Regions from separate parts of the Mus musculus genome. Here all the other regions are linked to region 1. A link is a contact called in public Hi-C and HiChIP or PLAC-seq data. All regions are on one chromosome and are shown on one strand. Each heading gives the region's core, a stretch centred on a gene start, on an enhancer-like site or on the middle of the called end of the contact. The rest is flanking DNA. Distances are from core to core; before and after follow the strand shown.

Region 1 (3,635 bases), core at 787-3,286:
CCAAAACAACAAAAGACCCTTTCCCAAAACAACAAAAAGTTTCATTCATGATTGTCAAAATGGACAGCAAGATGGCTTGGCAGGAAAAGATGCTTGCGACTAAGCCTGTGTTCTATACAGGGTAGAAGGTAAAAGCTCCCCCTGCAAGCTGTTCTCTAACCTCTACACACACAGTAATGGTACATCCACACCTTTCCCTCACAGGAAATTCATTAATTAATTATTCTTAGGGTTCCAATTTCTGTGATGAAACACCATGACCAAAGGCAACGTGGAAGGAAAGAATTTATTTCAGCTTACACTTCCACATCAGTCCATCACAGAGAAGTCAGGGCAGGAACTCAAAATTGAGCAGGACCATGGAGGCAGGAGCTGATACAGAGGCCATGGAGGGCCACTAATCACTGGCTTGCCCCTTGCGACTTTCTTACCACATCCAGGATCATCAGCCCGCAGGTGCCACCATCCACAATGGCTGGGTCCACTCATATAAACCATCAATCAAGAGAATGCGCCATAGAATGAGTCTATTAGTCAACCTGGTGGAGGTATTCTCTCTTTTGAGGTTCCCACTACCAAAATTACTCTAGCCTGTGTCAGCTTGACATAAAAATTAGCACATAAATTTAGTAAAAAAAAAAAAAAATCAAAATTAACAAAGATACCATAATTTTCAACAGTTGTAGACAATTCAAAAGGTGAATTAGTAAACTGAAGTTCAACAGTTCAACAATACCATGGGATATAATTAAGCAGACTTAATAAATGAGCTCTCAGCTATAAAAACAAAAACAAAAACATGAAAGAAACTTAAGAACATACTACTTAGTGAAGGAAGCCATTCTGAAAAATTCACAAAGGGCACTGTGGAATAAACAAAAACATAGAGATGAAAACATAAAGAAATAAAAACAGACAAAACCAGAAAACTACAGTGCTGCTCTGGGGCTGTGTCTTATTTTTCTCCCTGACGAAAGCAATTTGAGAGGGAAAGGGTGCATTTTTGCCACAGTTCAAGGTGGAGAAGTCAACTCATCTGCTGCCCAGCTCTGGCTCTCCATGTACTTGGTCCAAGATCCTAGCGCCAGGAATGATTCTGTCCACAGTGGGTGAGTCTTCCCACCTCCATTAAAAAAAAGTCAAGATAGCTGGGCGTGGTGGCACACGCCTTTAATCCCAGCACTCGGGAGGCAGAGGCAGGAGGATTTCTGAGTTCGAGGCCAGCCTGGTCTACAAAGTGAGTTCAAGGACAGCCAGGGCTACACAGAGAAACCCTGTCTCAAAAACCAAAAAAAAAAAAAAAAAAGTCAAGATAAGTCCCCACAGGCATGGCCAGAGGCCCATCTTGGGGTAACTCCAGAGCTTACCAAGTTGACAATTAACATTAACCAGCACAGGCTGAAGGGGGAGCAGGATTCTGCAGTGACGGCTGCCTTTGCCAAAAGCTGATGACTTTTCAGTACAGATCGGCCCTTCAACCGAGTAGTGAATAGAAATGCAGAGATTCTGTGGATCCAGGGTTAGAAAAGCAAAAAGCCAAACCAGAGGAGCTGGGGATGCTGGGAAAGAGGCCCGAAAGGGTATCCTACAAGTTTCTGTTAACCTAAAACTGCTCTGAAAAGTGGGTTAAATATCAACTGTACAATGGTGGGACCCCATTGTTAATCCATGTGGCCATGCGTGCAAATACTGGGCAAAGTATGGGGATGGGGGGCGTACAACCAAAACGAAAGGCTATGGTCTACTGTGGGATCACAGGAGCTCACTCTGCAGGCTCTCCTTGTCCTTATTTTCCAGAACAGGAAGAGCTAGGGGCGGCAGGGAGAGCAGGAGCGAGCTGTGCGCTTGCTTGGCGGGACGCCTGTCCTGGCCAAGCATCACTAACCCGACAGAGGATTCCTTGCGTGCAACTGCGGGTGCACACCCCGGCCGGTGCGGGCGGTCCCCGAAGGCCGGTCTAGGGCCCACGATGTTCTCGCGCCCCTTTGCGGGAAGCAGCCGCTGGGTCATCCCCGCAGTGCTTTCGGTTTGCTGGAATGTTCCCCCAACTGCAGAAGTGCACTTTGTTCCCGAGTGGGGGAGGGGCAGCAGGACTCAGCTCCAGGGCGCCCTAGGACTTGGAGGGCGGCCAGCTTTCCGTTCCCAGGGTGCCTTCTGGCGGGGGCGGGGGTTGTCTGCATCCCAGCTGGGCAGCTGGAGGATACTGGACCCGCCTGGACTTCAGGGCCAGCCCTGCCACCCACTAGCTTCATGTTCTGCATCAGGGGTTTGATTTCCTCATTTGCAAAATAGGGACCTGAATAATGTTGACAGCACGCACTACCGGCCTCTGCCGTGTTCCTCTGCGTGTACCTTCCTCCCAATATCCCTTTGAAGTGATACTGTTAACGTAATAAGGTAATTATACTATTAGTTGGATAATTCTCCCTGGCTGCCCACACCCTTTGAACATCACAGATGCTCTGGTCACTGAAAGGCTGGCCCAGCCTCCTCCCAGTAATAAAATGTGTACTATTATTTTCACTTTAAAGATGAAGGCAGAGAAGCTAAGAACAGGTAAGTCACTTGTGGAATGGCACAGTTCCCAAGTGGCCGGGCCATCCAGACATAAACGCAAGCAGTCAGCTGGAGGCTTTCCAGCTCTTAAAATGCAAATACTGCCTTCCTACTGCTGGTTCCTGGAGGCCCTTCAAATTCAGATAAATATACTTATTCAGTCATTTCAGGCTGGGTGTGGTGGTGCATGCCTGTAATCTCAGCATTCAGGATGCTGAGGCAGGGGGAATGCATGTTGGAGTCTAGCCTGGGCTATACAGTTAAGTCTAAAACCAGCCTGAATTATAAAGTGAGAATTTGTCTCAAAAATATGAAAAGTTTGTATGTGGACGCTTAGCAGGTATAAACCTTAGGACCTGAGTTCCATCCCAGGAACCCATGATGGGAGGAGAGAAGTGATCCTTGCATGTCCGCAGACCTCCACACACGTTAACAGTCTCCTTCCTCCCTTCCTTCCTCCCTTCCTCCCTTCCTTTCTTTCTATATTTACTTTTGAGAAAGTCTCACGGTATAGACTGGCTGTCCTAGGACTTGCTATGTAGGGCAGGGTGGCCTGAAACTCGGAGGTCTGCCTGATTATGCATCCCAAGAGCTGCATGCACCACCATAATGGAAAATATATGCACTTTTATAAAAATCAAAAGTAAATGAAGCAGGCCTCCCAGCACTTGAAAATAAATGCATGCCAATCACTGTGATCTCCAGGTCAACCAGAGGTACTCAAAGGATCTAAAAAAAAAAAAAAAAAAAAAAAAAAAAAGAAAGGAAGAAAAGGAAAAAAAAAAGAAAAAGAAAAGAAAGGAAGAAAAGAAATCCAAATGAGTAAGTAAAGAGAAGCCGAGAGAGACAGTGCTGTACACACAGCCCTTTCTAAGGGAGGGATTGTTACTAATACTTCTTACTAAGGAATGGTGCTTATCACCATCTCAGACCTACCATTCTCAAAATACCTCTTAATACTTCCTGCGTATGTGTGTGCATGCAAGGGTGTGTGTGTAAGGCCAGGATCTTGCATGTTAAATCATGCAAGCATGCTTTTTCACCTGGCTACATCCCCCAGACTGACTGCTTCCTTTTAT
Region 2 (3,635 bases), core at 719-3,218, 230 kb before region 1:
TGCAGACTAGGCTACAGAGTAACAGACTCTTGTGGACTAGGCTATAGAGTAACAGACACTTGCAGACTAGGCTACAGAGTAACAGACACTTGCAGACTAGGCTACAGAGTAACAGACACTTGCAGACTAGGCTACAGAGTAACAGACACTTGCAGACTAGGCTACAGAGTAACAGACTCTTGCAGACTAAGCTACAGAGTAACAGACACTTGCAGACTAGGCTATAGAGTAACAGACACTTGCGGACTAGGCTATAGAGTAACAGACACTTGCAGACTAGGCTATAGAGTAACAGACACTTGCGGACTAGACTATAGAGTAACAGACACTTTCGGACTAGGCTATAGAGTAACAGACACTTGCAGACTAGGCTACAGAGTAACAGACACTTGTAGACTAGACTATAGAGTAACAGACCTCTTGTAGACTAGATTGTAGAGTAACAGACCTCTTGTAGACTAGATTGTAGAGTAACCGACCTCTTGCCACTCAGTATTCCATTGGTGGGGGGCAGCAAGGGGAGAGGTGGGTTTTTGTGGAGGAGAGGTGCATGTGTGAGCCTAGATTAGTGTGGCTGTGTTTGGAGCCATGGACGATGCCCCTGTGACTGGGAGGTTACAAGGGTGGGCTGCACAGGTACAACATCCATGCTAAAGGTTTCTTGAAAGACAGACAGAGGTCTGCCAAGCCTGCTGATCTCTGGAACCCACATGGTGGAAGGAGAGAGCTGATGCCCACAAGCTGTGCTCTGACCTCCACATGTGTGGTATGCATGCCTCCCCTCCAAAAGATGTTTAAAAAATTAAAATCAAGTACAAGGCAGCCTCAGTGACCGATCCAGTGTACTCTGTTCTCGTATCCTAGGCCCTGCAGAAAGAAAAAGTTCTGGGTTCTTGTAAGCAGATTATTCTCCCATTTTGGCTTGTATCCCAGTCCATGGGGAACAGTCTATCAGATTCTCAGGGAAGACTTCTGGAGACCCCTAACATCAGCAGATCCAAATTGAAACAGTAATGTGATTTATTGCAGTGGATGATCTTTTCAAGGAAGCAGGCATTGAACCAAACGGCCAAGTGAAATATGACACGTTTATCCAGAGGATCACCATTCCTGTGCGAGACTACTAAGGGAGCCAAGATCAAGAGAGCAGATGAGAGCCTTCGGGGCCTGAAAACCTAGACTGATTCCTTTTTGTAAGGGAAGTCTAGAGATGACACAACCACTGCATGGCATAAGTACCAATAAATGATGTAGCCATGGCATTGGATAACTGTAATAAGGTCTGTCTTGATTTCGGTACTAACATTAGTCTAGCCATTTGCAGCATAGTCTAGCCCTATGATTTGTAGTCAGGGTTGTGTGCCAGTGCTGCCTCTGCAACATCATCCCCTCACCCATTGTACTTCTCAAAGCCTTTGGACCTCATAAGGATGAAGATTGTGACTGAAAATAAATGGTTGGCAACTTCAAAGCATGTGGAATTGGTGTTTCCCTGGTAGTGTTTCTCTAAAAGAACAGTCTGCCCAGAAGACCAGTCTGCTTTGGGTGCAAAAACAACCTTCAACATTTCTAAGATAAAGCTGAGGTTGGCTGGGAACAGGCAACAAGCACAGAGTGCGTGTACACGCATGCACACACTTGCACACACATATAGAGCAACAAGCATAGAGCACATACAGCAACAAACAGTGTACACAGACACAGCACAAGCATATAGCACATGAACACACACACGACACACCCATTTCCTTTCTGGAGTTTCATTTTCTTGTTCTCATTTCTTATAGTTCTACAATCCCACTGATAAATCTTCATTTCCATCTCCCTGGCCAGACCAAGTGTAGGAAGCTTTTTCATAAAGAGGTATAAAGTCAAAACAAACATTAGAGGAGTGTACGGTTGGTTGATATCCCACACCAAAGGAAGTGGGAGGCCTCGTGGAGTTAAGCACGTCTTTCTGATGCTCCTGGCAGTTTGCTGAAGCTGGGCCCGGGGCCACTGTTAGGTTACAGGAACTAGGATGGTCTGCTCAAGTGACCCGAGGTGATCATGACTTTCAGCCATTCTCTTGGGACTAACAGAATAAGGAGATGCACCATGTCATGGCCAGAATCTGAGAGGCCCTGAAGGCCACAGTGGGAACCAGTGTCCTAGCCAGGATAGCCAGGAAACCCACGCAACACTCCAGCAGACGTAGGGTGCAGAGCTCTAAACATGAAGACCTTCATTCCTTTGTGTCAGGACTGCCTGTGGCTTTGTGCCTTATACGAAAGTAGAAAGACATATCAAGACACAAGGGTCTCTGGGGAAGCAGACAAGACACACATCTTACTAAGGGCTAAGAGTGGAAACACTCCAGGGAACTAAACACCGGCAACCTGGGTTCAGCTACCTCACATATGCTGGATGGCTCAGACCAAACAGAAGACAATTGAAGGGAGAGCCTCATTTTCCTGGGAGTAGATACTATGTGTCCCCTGAGTAGCTTGATTATAAGCAACCTGGCAAATTTCTTTAATACAAAAACCAAAAAACCTCCAAAAATAAACAAGCCAACAATACAAAAAGAAAAAAAAAAAACAAAAAACAAAAAACCCCAAAAAACACAAAACCAAACCAACCAACAAACAAAACAAACCCAAAAAAGCTAAATAACTGGCACATCCCTTCAAAGAGGATGTTGGTTTGAGGCTAACATGAGATATAATGCAAGAGTCTGCCTGGGAAACACAGATAAAAATGTAGAATTTCTGGGCTGTTTTAGGGAGCCAGAGTAAGTACAGACAAAACACAGCAAAACTTCCTAATTCCCATGATAAGTCCTCCTGGGGAAGACTAGACGTAGACTCCAGAGAGTCGGTTATGTATTTCTGTTGAGTGGGAAGGTTCCAGACCCCAGCACCTCTGACTCTAGCCACAGCTTTAGAATCACATCTGCTCACCACTCTAGAATCCGAGATCTGACAGATGTTCCATGCTGATGCCCTGTGTGGGGCAGAGTGGGAAGAGGCTGGGCCCTACACCAGAGGCACTTCCTACCGTTCTGATGTCTGTCAGTGACTTTTTTTTTTTAAAGACAGGATCTCATGATTCCCAAATTTACCTCAAATTTGTGGACGATGCCCTTGTGCTTCTGACCCTGCCCCCACCTCCCGGGTGCTGAGACGACAGGTGTATACTGTGCCTCTTTTACTTGACACTGGGGACTGACAATGTTCCACACATGCCAGGCAATCGTTCTGCCAAACACCTCCAGCCTTCCAGTGTAGGCTTTGTGTTTTTGTTTTCCTTGGCTTTTTCTGAGACAGGGTTTCTCTGTGTAGTCCTGGCTGTTCTGGAACTTGCTCTGCAGACCAGACTGGCCTTGATCTCAGATATCCACCTGCCTCTGCCTCTCAAAGGTGGGATTAAAGGCGAGAGCCATGATGTCCAGTCTCCAGTGTAGTTTTAATGCACATTTTATGAATCCTATTCGGCTAAGTGGAATCTCCAGTACAGCTTGAAAGGAGCACATGGCTAGCAGGTGGTCTGCATGACCTGGGTTGCTCTTCCCTGCCCACTGCTCTAGTCATGGGTGACAGGGTGAGCTCACACTCCTCAAGTCTGGCTTACAAAGCTGTATCAGGGATGGTTTG
Region 3 (3,635 bases), core at 412-2,911, 210 kb before region 1:
GCTATTTGCACTGCTCAGTAATTTCAACAGTCTGCATTTCTATATTAAAAACCATGGTGTAGCACAACAGCAAGCAACCACCCAGGCCAAGGGAAGCCACTCACCATCAACTCCATTGTAGGAGGCAGTGACTTCTTGAACCTCCTTCTTTGACCTCATTGGAGCCCACGAGCCATCCTCCTTAAACTGTATCTCGTCACAGTCTGTGCAGTACTTTAGAATTTCCATAAACAACCTAGACAGACAATAGAACATGTTTTAAGTGAAGAGACATGAGAACCATAATTCAGAACACTTAGATCACAGGTGTTTTATGAGAGGTAAATGGAAGACAGGGAAGTAGAGCAGACAAACTACATTCACCCTCACACATGCGCTACACGGGAAACAGTTTACATAAAGATGCCATGGAACCTGGAAAGAAACGACAACTTAAAAATATTTCTTTAGTTTGTGCTATATGGGTGGGTAGGTGCCACAGTGCATATGTGGAGGTCTAAAGACAACTTGTATGAGTTCGTTCTCTACTTCCACCCATGGGTTTTAAGTCTTAAACTCAGGCTGTTGGGCTTGGCAGCAAGCACCTTATCTCATCCCCAAGAGTTTTAAGGATACAGAAAAATGTTCACAAAAACTGAGGTGGTTAAGGAATAACATATCTCAAAACAAGATTCTGTGTGTGAATAAAAGCACACACTAATGATCTCTAGATGGTAATTTTATATACATTCAATTTTTTCTTTATACTTTATATTCTATATTTGCAAATTGCTAAAAGATCTTATCTGATAAACTGAAGGGATATATATAAAAATGTCTAACCAGTGCTAGAAAGATGGCTCAGTGGTTAAGAACACTGTTTTTCCAAAGGTCCTGGGTTCAATTCCCAGCAACCACATGGTGGCTCACAACCATCTGAAATGGGATCTGATGTCCTCTTCTGGTGTGTCTGAAGTAAGCTACAGTGTACTCATATACATAAAACAAATAAAATTTTAAAAGATGTTCAACCAACAGTTAAATCCAAATAAAATATACTGGTACTAAAAGTTATTAGTAGCATATAATCAAAATTTATGTAAAAACTAAACTAGAAGTTTTATTAAAAATGCCTTTTATTTCCTGTTCTGTTTTTGAAAGAGCGAGAGAGATCTGTATTATAAGAAAAGGAAGAACTAAGATAAATACTATACAGAGGTGGTAAAATATTACTATTAGTCTAAATTTATAAATTAGTTATCATTTCATTTCTGAAAAATCTAACAGGAAACACTACTTCCTCATATTCTCCCAAGACTCAACATTTTTAAAGCTCTGGGTTGTAAGTCTATTGACAAATACATTCAATTCTTGTATTATTGTCTTCAAGGCTCTTATGTTTTCTCATATACTATAAATAATCTGTCTTGTTTGAGTATTTTGCTGAAGAATACTAGAAATATTAGGGAGGCATTTTTCTCTTTTCACAATGCATTTCCTTGTTTCTTGTTCAGTGGCAAAAAGGCAACCAGAAACCTAAGGGGAATGGCAGACTCAGGCAAATATCAACAGGTCAAGACCAACAGACAGATGGCTAAGAAGGAGAACCTCTGCTCACTGTGTGCAATGGTGAGGACAGAGACCGAAAACACAAAAGGGGAAAGGCAAGGCTAGAAACAGAAGCTGCAGAACAACAGGAACTGCTATCAGCTGGTTGTCCTTGGCTGGGAGCCCTGACAGTGGACAGAAGTGGCAGGGCTTGGTGGACAGGACAGAAGCCAAGCTTCTTCTAAAAAGCCCAACTTTGAAAAGAACCTGTAGTATTTACAAATTGCTTAAATTATTTGTGTGTGTGTGTGTGGGGGGGGGGGGGGTATGTGCACATGGAAACCAGAAAAGGTTATCAGATACACTGGAGCTGGGAACTGAACTTGGGTGACCTATAAAAGCAGTATAGCTCTTAACTGCTAAGCCATTTGTTTAGGACCAAAAGCTATTTGTTTGTTTATTTATTTACTTATTGGATGAGTTTCAATTGCTAGAATCTCAAAATTTGATCATGCATCCTCTTAATGCATGCACTTTGTAGGTCTTAGATGTACTCAATACACACACACACACACACACACACACACACACACACGTATATCGTCTGCTTAGAATTACTGCTTTAAAATAATAAACAGAAGGTGCTGAAAAAAAAGAGGAAAAAGCATGTGTTTTCACAACAAGTAGAATATATACAGCCATAAATAAAACCAATGTTAAAAAGTATTTTAAAGGGCTGGAGAGATAGCTCAGCAGTTAAGAGCAATGACTGCTCTTCCAGAGGTCCTGAGTTCAATTCCCAGCAACCGCATGGTGGCTTATAACCATCTGTAATGGGATCTGATGCCCTCTTCTGGTGTGTCTGAAAACAGCTACAGTGTACTCATACAAAATCAATCAATCAATCAATCTTTAAAAAAATGTTTTAAAGATGGGAGAGACACCAAGATGGTGGAAAGGTTCCTGCCACTAAGCCTAACAGCCCAAGTTTGATCCTCAAAATATAGATGGTAGAAGAAAAGAACCAACTCTCCAATGCTGTCTTCTAACTGCTATATGTTTACAATGTACCTTCCCAAATAAATGTTTTTTAAAAATCCTAAAAGATGAAAAATATTTACAATACTAGTTACTCACTTTTAGTTACTCACTGATTTCTAGAATAATGAAAATTCCATAAACAAACACCTTTGAAAAAATTACCTCTAGGTTTTATCTCAAACCTGATGGCAACAAACTTGAATAGCAGAAAAACAAAAAGAGATAGAAACATACATACCCGTCAATAATAAGGTGTTCATATGGGGCCTTCTTATCACAGACAGGACAAACCCATGTTGGTTTTTTCTCATTCATTTGAATGTAAAGAGTTGCATCAAAACACTGAAGGTGGGAGCAGGTAAGTGCCCGACAGGGGATTGTCAGTCGCATTTTCCCAAGCTTTAAGGAAGGGAAAGTTCAATGTTAGTATGTGCTGCTGAAAACCTAGGCTGTAATAATGACTTCCTGAAATACAACATGCATGTACTGTGATTTAAAGCGTAGTGTGTCCACAACCCCTGTACCTAAGGTTCAGTTAATACCATGGAAGAGGGGAAGAAAGAGTGTAAGAGCCAGAGAAGCATGGGACTTGCCTAGACTATTTCCTAGGATCAATAGGGAAGCTTTTGATACTCCAACAATACTGCTGCCTAAAAAGACCTGAATAAGGATAATACCAACAGACATGCTACAGGAAAATCCTGGACAGGGGACCACTCCTAGACAAAGAACTATACAGAGACAATTGAAGGATACTGAGATTAGATGAAACAGTCTTTCCCAGGGGTGATCCTAATCGGTTATCAGGTATCAAATGGTCAGCTCTGAAATTATATACATACAAGTAACAGTCCATCATATGGACTGAGCAGGTTGTATTTATATATTTGGTGTGTGTGTGTGTGTGTGTGTGTGTGTTGTATGTAAAAACAAAGAAAAGAGGCTGTGATTTTGAGAGTGAGCAAAGGAAGGGGTACTTCAAAGAGATTAGAAAAGGGAAATGGGAAATGTTATGCTTACATTTTAATTTTTAAAAATAAAAATTTTAATATAAAAACCATGTTCTA
Region 4 (3,635 bases), core at 420-2,919, 140 kb before region 1:
CAATCCTTCTGCCTCAACCACTCAAGTGATAGGGTTACAGACATGCACCTCATCTGATTTTCTTTCAGTCTCAAAATCCTACAAAGACACTGGAGGAAAGGAGAAGCCAGTTTTCCAGACTCCATCCTGAGAAATACAGATGGGCTGGGATGACCAGAATCGTAAGTGCAGACAGAGGATGGCGTGACTAGAACCCTAAGAAGTGTAGGCAGGGGTAGGGTGACCTGAATGTATTATATGCATTGTCATATACGAAGTTGTCAAAGAATGAGGAAAAAAGTGTAGACAAAAATGTAAAAGGACCCAGTTGTATAGCTGTTTGGCTTTCATCCCAAAAGGGAGAGATAGAAAAAAACATGTAAATTATAAATCAATCACAGATATATTTGCAAGAGCTAAGCTCTGCTAGAGAGGAAATTATTAGCTACAATTGGGTTAGAGCACATCTCACAGACTGTTCATTTGTCCATACACTTCTCATTCATGACAATGCAGGGTTGAGACATAACCTCAAAAAACCAACAAATAAAATAAACAACAAAAAAATAAATATTCCTCATACCGTTAAAGATCGAAAGCACTTCCAGCACATTCATCCAGCACACTGGCTGCAGAGATACAGGACATCACTAACAGCTATGGGTTGGCTAACTTGTTAGTGGATACTTTTTCTATAAGCAAACGGTTTTTTGTCTTTTAAACTATAAAAAAATGTCAGAAATGGAGTAAAAGGGATAGTCTCATTTGAAACTAGAAATTCCTGTAGTATAACTCTTCATATTTTTTCAAAAAATATTTACATTATCACAGTTTTTATAATCTTGAAAATGGAGGCTCTTGCCTCTCTTGTTCTCTTGTTTCTCTCTTGCCCCCTTGGGCTCTTCCCTTCCTCCCTCCCTTCCCTATTCCCTTCCCCCTCTCTCCACATGTTCATGGCCGACTTCTACTTCTCTACTCTCTCCCTCTCTCTGCCTTTCTCTGCCTCTACTACCCTCTTAACTTCCCTCCCTATGCCCTGAATAAACTCTATTTTATACAAAAAAAAAAAAAAAAAAAAAAAGAAGGAAGGAAGAAAGGAAGGAAGGGAGGGAGGGAGGGAAGGAAACGGAAGATAGCCCTTTCCCTTTGTGTTGAATCTATCAAAACTAAGTTACTAGGATTGGAGCTGAAGCTCAATGGAAGAACTCTTTGCCTATCAGAGAAGAGGCCCTGGGTTTGAACCCCAGGACTACAAAGAAAAAGAAAAATCTACTGTATTACAAATCAAAACAGAAAACATTGGATTTTGTCTTAATTAGAGTTTCTATTGCTGTGATAATCACCATGACCGAAAAGCAACTCCAGGAAGGGGTTTCTTATTTAATTGTAGTATATCCTACGTTAACAGTCCATCACTGAGGGAAGTCAGCACAGAAACTCAAAAGGCATGTGCTGGGATTAAAGGTGTGCACTACCACACCTGACTTTCAAAATGACTTTTAATAAATAACAAATGTTCATTGTTAGACAGGACTATATAAAGAAACTCTGTCTCAAAAAACCAAAAGTCATTTCAAAGCATGGTGGTACACATTTGTAATACCAGCATTTGGTAAGTGCAAAGAGGAGAAAAGGAGGTCGAAGGTCAGTGCCTGGACTATAGTTCCATTTAGTAGAGTGTTTATCTAGCAGGAAACCCTGGGAAGCCCTGAGTTCAATTTCTAGCACTACAAAAAACAAACAATGTGGTACATGTCTATAATCCTAACACTTTAAAAGTGAACACAGAAAGATCACAAGTTCAAGGTCATCTTAGGTACATAGAGAACTTGAGGCTAGCCTGGGATCCCTGAGACCCTTTCTCAAAACAACAACAAAAACAAATTTAAAACCAGTTAGGACTACATGAAATCCTATCTCAACAAACAAAAATTCATTGGTCTAATCTCCACTCCAATTGATCTTTTTTTCTCATACATGACTTTATAAAACCATGCACTGGTTATTTAAAAAAAAAAAGTTGAGTTCAGCTGAGCATGGTGGTTCCACACCTAAAATCCTAGCACTTGAAAGAGGCAGGAGGGTCACGCTGAGCTACATCCACAGTCCAAAACCTGCCTAGGCTACATGAAATCTCATGTCAAAACATGGAGAATTTGCCAAGTTCCACACTTCTTCAAAAAGTGATGCAGCTCACTACTGTCTAAAGCATAGCTCGCTTACTCATATCACACCAATTGCATCAAAGGAGTAAAGTGTGCAATCTGTCAAACTCTTAGTGGCAAGTGCAGTAGTTTTCCAAAATTCAATTTCCCCTTGAAAGCTTAAATTTTATCATTAGCAATGAATACTGTCAGTTGTTTTCCTTGTAGTGACAGGCTTACTTTATTTTCAGGAAAATGTATGCCAAATCCCACCCTGTTCTGTATAACCACACTTTGCCAAGCAATTATTTCAAGTAAAAATAGTGTTCTACTTAGAAAGGCAGCTAGTTTCGTTTGCAGCTCAACAACTGCACAAAGCTCTTTTCTGAGCTAATCATCAGGCCTGCTACCAGGAGAAGCACTTCAAACAACACGCTCTAAAAGGTAAGCTAAGACGGACTCAATGACAAATCACTAACTTTTATTCCTTCATCAAGGGCATTAAATGTAACCAGGCAGTCTTCCTGAGTTCCCACACCATGTGTGTGCACTTTTACTTGAGAGAGAGAAAAAGAAATAGAGAGAAAGAGAGAGGAAGAGAAAGTGTGTGTGTGTGTGGGTGTGTGTGTGTGTGTGTGTGTGTGTTGAGAATCATATTGAGGACCTCAGGCAAACTAGGCAAACACTCTACTATCCAGACACATAACCTGTCCAGTTTGTTTTATTTTTAAAGCATATATCTATTTCAATTCCAAAAGTCTGATGATGAGACTATACCACTGGTATAATTCAGTCACACCACAGCAGGGATCTTGAAAATCACAATGGCTTTATTCATCACTGATGTTGTAATTGTCAGCATACCAAACAAAGTCCTACTGGTACTAGAAAAATGGTTTTGACCTAGATATACCCAGGGAAACACCAGGAGTCTGAGAAACAACCCCTATGATAGTAATAGTTGATGCATTGCACTTATAATCATAAAACACATACATTTTCTGCTTAAGTAATTATATATACACTCAAGCCAATAGTCTAGTACCTCACATTCAAAACACATAAATGAATGGAAGAATGTGAGACACTTTGTAAATAATAATCAAATCCTAGCTACTACACTATAACCCAAGTTCTAAGCATGGAATGTTATGGTTTAATATGAGTGTCCCCACAGGCTCGTGTGGGTCAGAACTTGGTCCCCGGCAGCAGTACTATTTTAGAAACCAGTGGAAGAAACCTTAAGAGTGGGGCCCTGATAGAGGACGTCAGTCACCGGGGAGTGCTTTTGAAGGGTGCCTTGTCTCTGGCCCCCTCCTCTCTGATGGCTCTTCTTAAGCTCCTGCCACCATGATGTTTAGCTCTACCACAGGCCTACGGTAATGGGACAAACATGGGCTGAAACCTCTGAAATCAGGAGCCACCGTAACCCTCCTGTCCCCTCCTCGGGTTGCTCAGTCAAGTGTCAGGAACCCTGACACCTCCTCCTCATTCCTTTTTTGGGCAACTTGT

The links. Hi-C and Micro-C count contacts between places; a contact is called where the count stands out from the background. HiChIP or PLAC-seq counts read pairs in DNA pulled down with a chosen protein or histone mark.
Region 2: a contact with region 1 is called in a Hi-C map of bone marrow-derived macrophages, with 28 read pairs. The contact joins two enhancer-like sites. A contact is called at or near these places in 10 of 39 promoter capture datasets (3T3-L1-derived adipocytes, the C10 cell line, HPC-7-derived erythroid cells and 7 more), 1 of 484 Hi-C or Micro-C datasets (bone marrow-derived macrophages), 7 of 115 datasets of contacts at active chromatin or transcription factors (bone marrow-derived macrophages, cardiomyocytes, craniofacial prominence and 4 more) and 4 of 9 other capture datasets (adipose tissue, embryonic stem cells, liver and 1 more).
Region 3: a contact with region 1 is called in a Hi-C map of liver, with 2.1 times the contacts expected there. The contact joins two enhancer-like sites. A contact is called at or near these places in 8 of 484 Hi-C or Micro-C datasets (bone marrow-derived macrophages, brain, cortical neurons and 4 more), 9 of 115 datasets of contacts at active chromatin or transcription factors (bone marrow-derived macrophages, embryonic basal ganglia, embryonic limb bud and 5 more) and 3 of 9 other capture datasets (adipose tissue, liver and pancreatic islet).
Region 4: a contact with region 1 is called in an H3K4me3 HiChIP or PLAC-seq map of forebrain, with 3 times the contacts expected there. The contact joins two enhancer-like sites. A contact is called at or near these places in 13 of 39 promoter capture datasets (the 3T3-L1 cell line, 3T3-L1-derived adipocytes, the C10 cell line and 7 more), 34 of 484 Hi-C or Micro-C datasets (the AML12 cell line, B cells, the C3H10T1/2 cell line and 22 more), 23 of 115 datasets of contacts at active chromatin or transcription factors (bone marrow-derived dendritic cells, bone marrow-derived macrophages, craniofacial prominence and 16 more) and 4 of 9 other capture datasets (adipose tissue, embryonic stem cells, liver and 1 more).

What each region holds. Positions count from the first base shown.
Region 1 is chr9:63,107,300-63,110,934 of GRCm38.p6, forward strand. Gm35658 (a long non-coding RNA gene) reads left to right here. Exons shown (of 3, transcript XR_870837.2): 3 at 1-934. Among named protein-coding and RNA genes, the nearest start is that of Gm35658, 16 kb to the left of the region's middle. Within about 2 kb of position 2,037, at least 200 of the 459 cell types and tissues checked have an H3K27ac peak or open chromatin away from gene starts, as enhancers often do. A contact at or near this core is called in adipose tissue, bone marrow-derived macrophages, forebrain and 1 more, where this site is marked.
Region 2 is chr9:62,874,448-62,878,082 of GRCm38.p6, forward strand. It overlaps Calml4 (calmodulin-like 4), which reads left to right. Exons shown (of 5, transcript NM_138304.2): 5 at 1,030-1,471. The coding sequence ends at 1,127. Among named protein-coding and RNA genes, the nearest start is that of Calml4, 18 kb to the left of the region's middle. Within about 2 kb of position 1,969, at least 26 of the 459 cell types and tissues checked have an H3K27ac peak or open chromatin away from gene starts, as enhancers often do. A contact at or near this core is called in bone marrow-derived macrophages, where this site is marked.
Region 3 is chr9:62,893,025-62,896,659 of GRCm38.p6, forward strand. It overlaps Pias1 (protein inhibitor of activated STAT 1), which reads right to left. Exons shown (of 14, transcript NM_019663.3): 9 at 2,807-2,967; 10 at 105-235. Among named protein-coding and RNA genes, the nearest start is that of Calml4, 37 kb to the left of the region's middle. Within about 2 kb of position 1,662, at least 6 of the 459 cell types and tissues checked have an H3K27ac peak or open chromatin away from gene starts, as enhancers often do. A contact at or near this core is called in adipose tissue, bone marrow-derived macrophages and liver, where this site is marked.
Region 4 is chr9:62,966,387-62,970,021 of GRCm38.p6, forward strand. All of the region lies in intron 1 of Pias1 (protein inhibitor of activated STAT 1), which reads right to left. Among named protein-coding and RNA genes, the nearest start is that of Gm35574, 12 kb to the right of the region's middle. Within about 2 kb of position 1,670, at least 14 of the 459 cell types and tissues checked have an H3K27ac peak or open chromatin away from gene starts, as enhancers often do. A contact at or near this core is called in forebrain and liver, where this site is marked.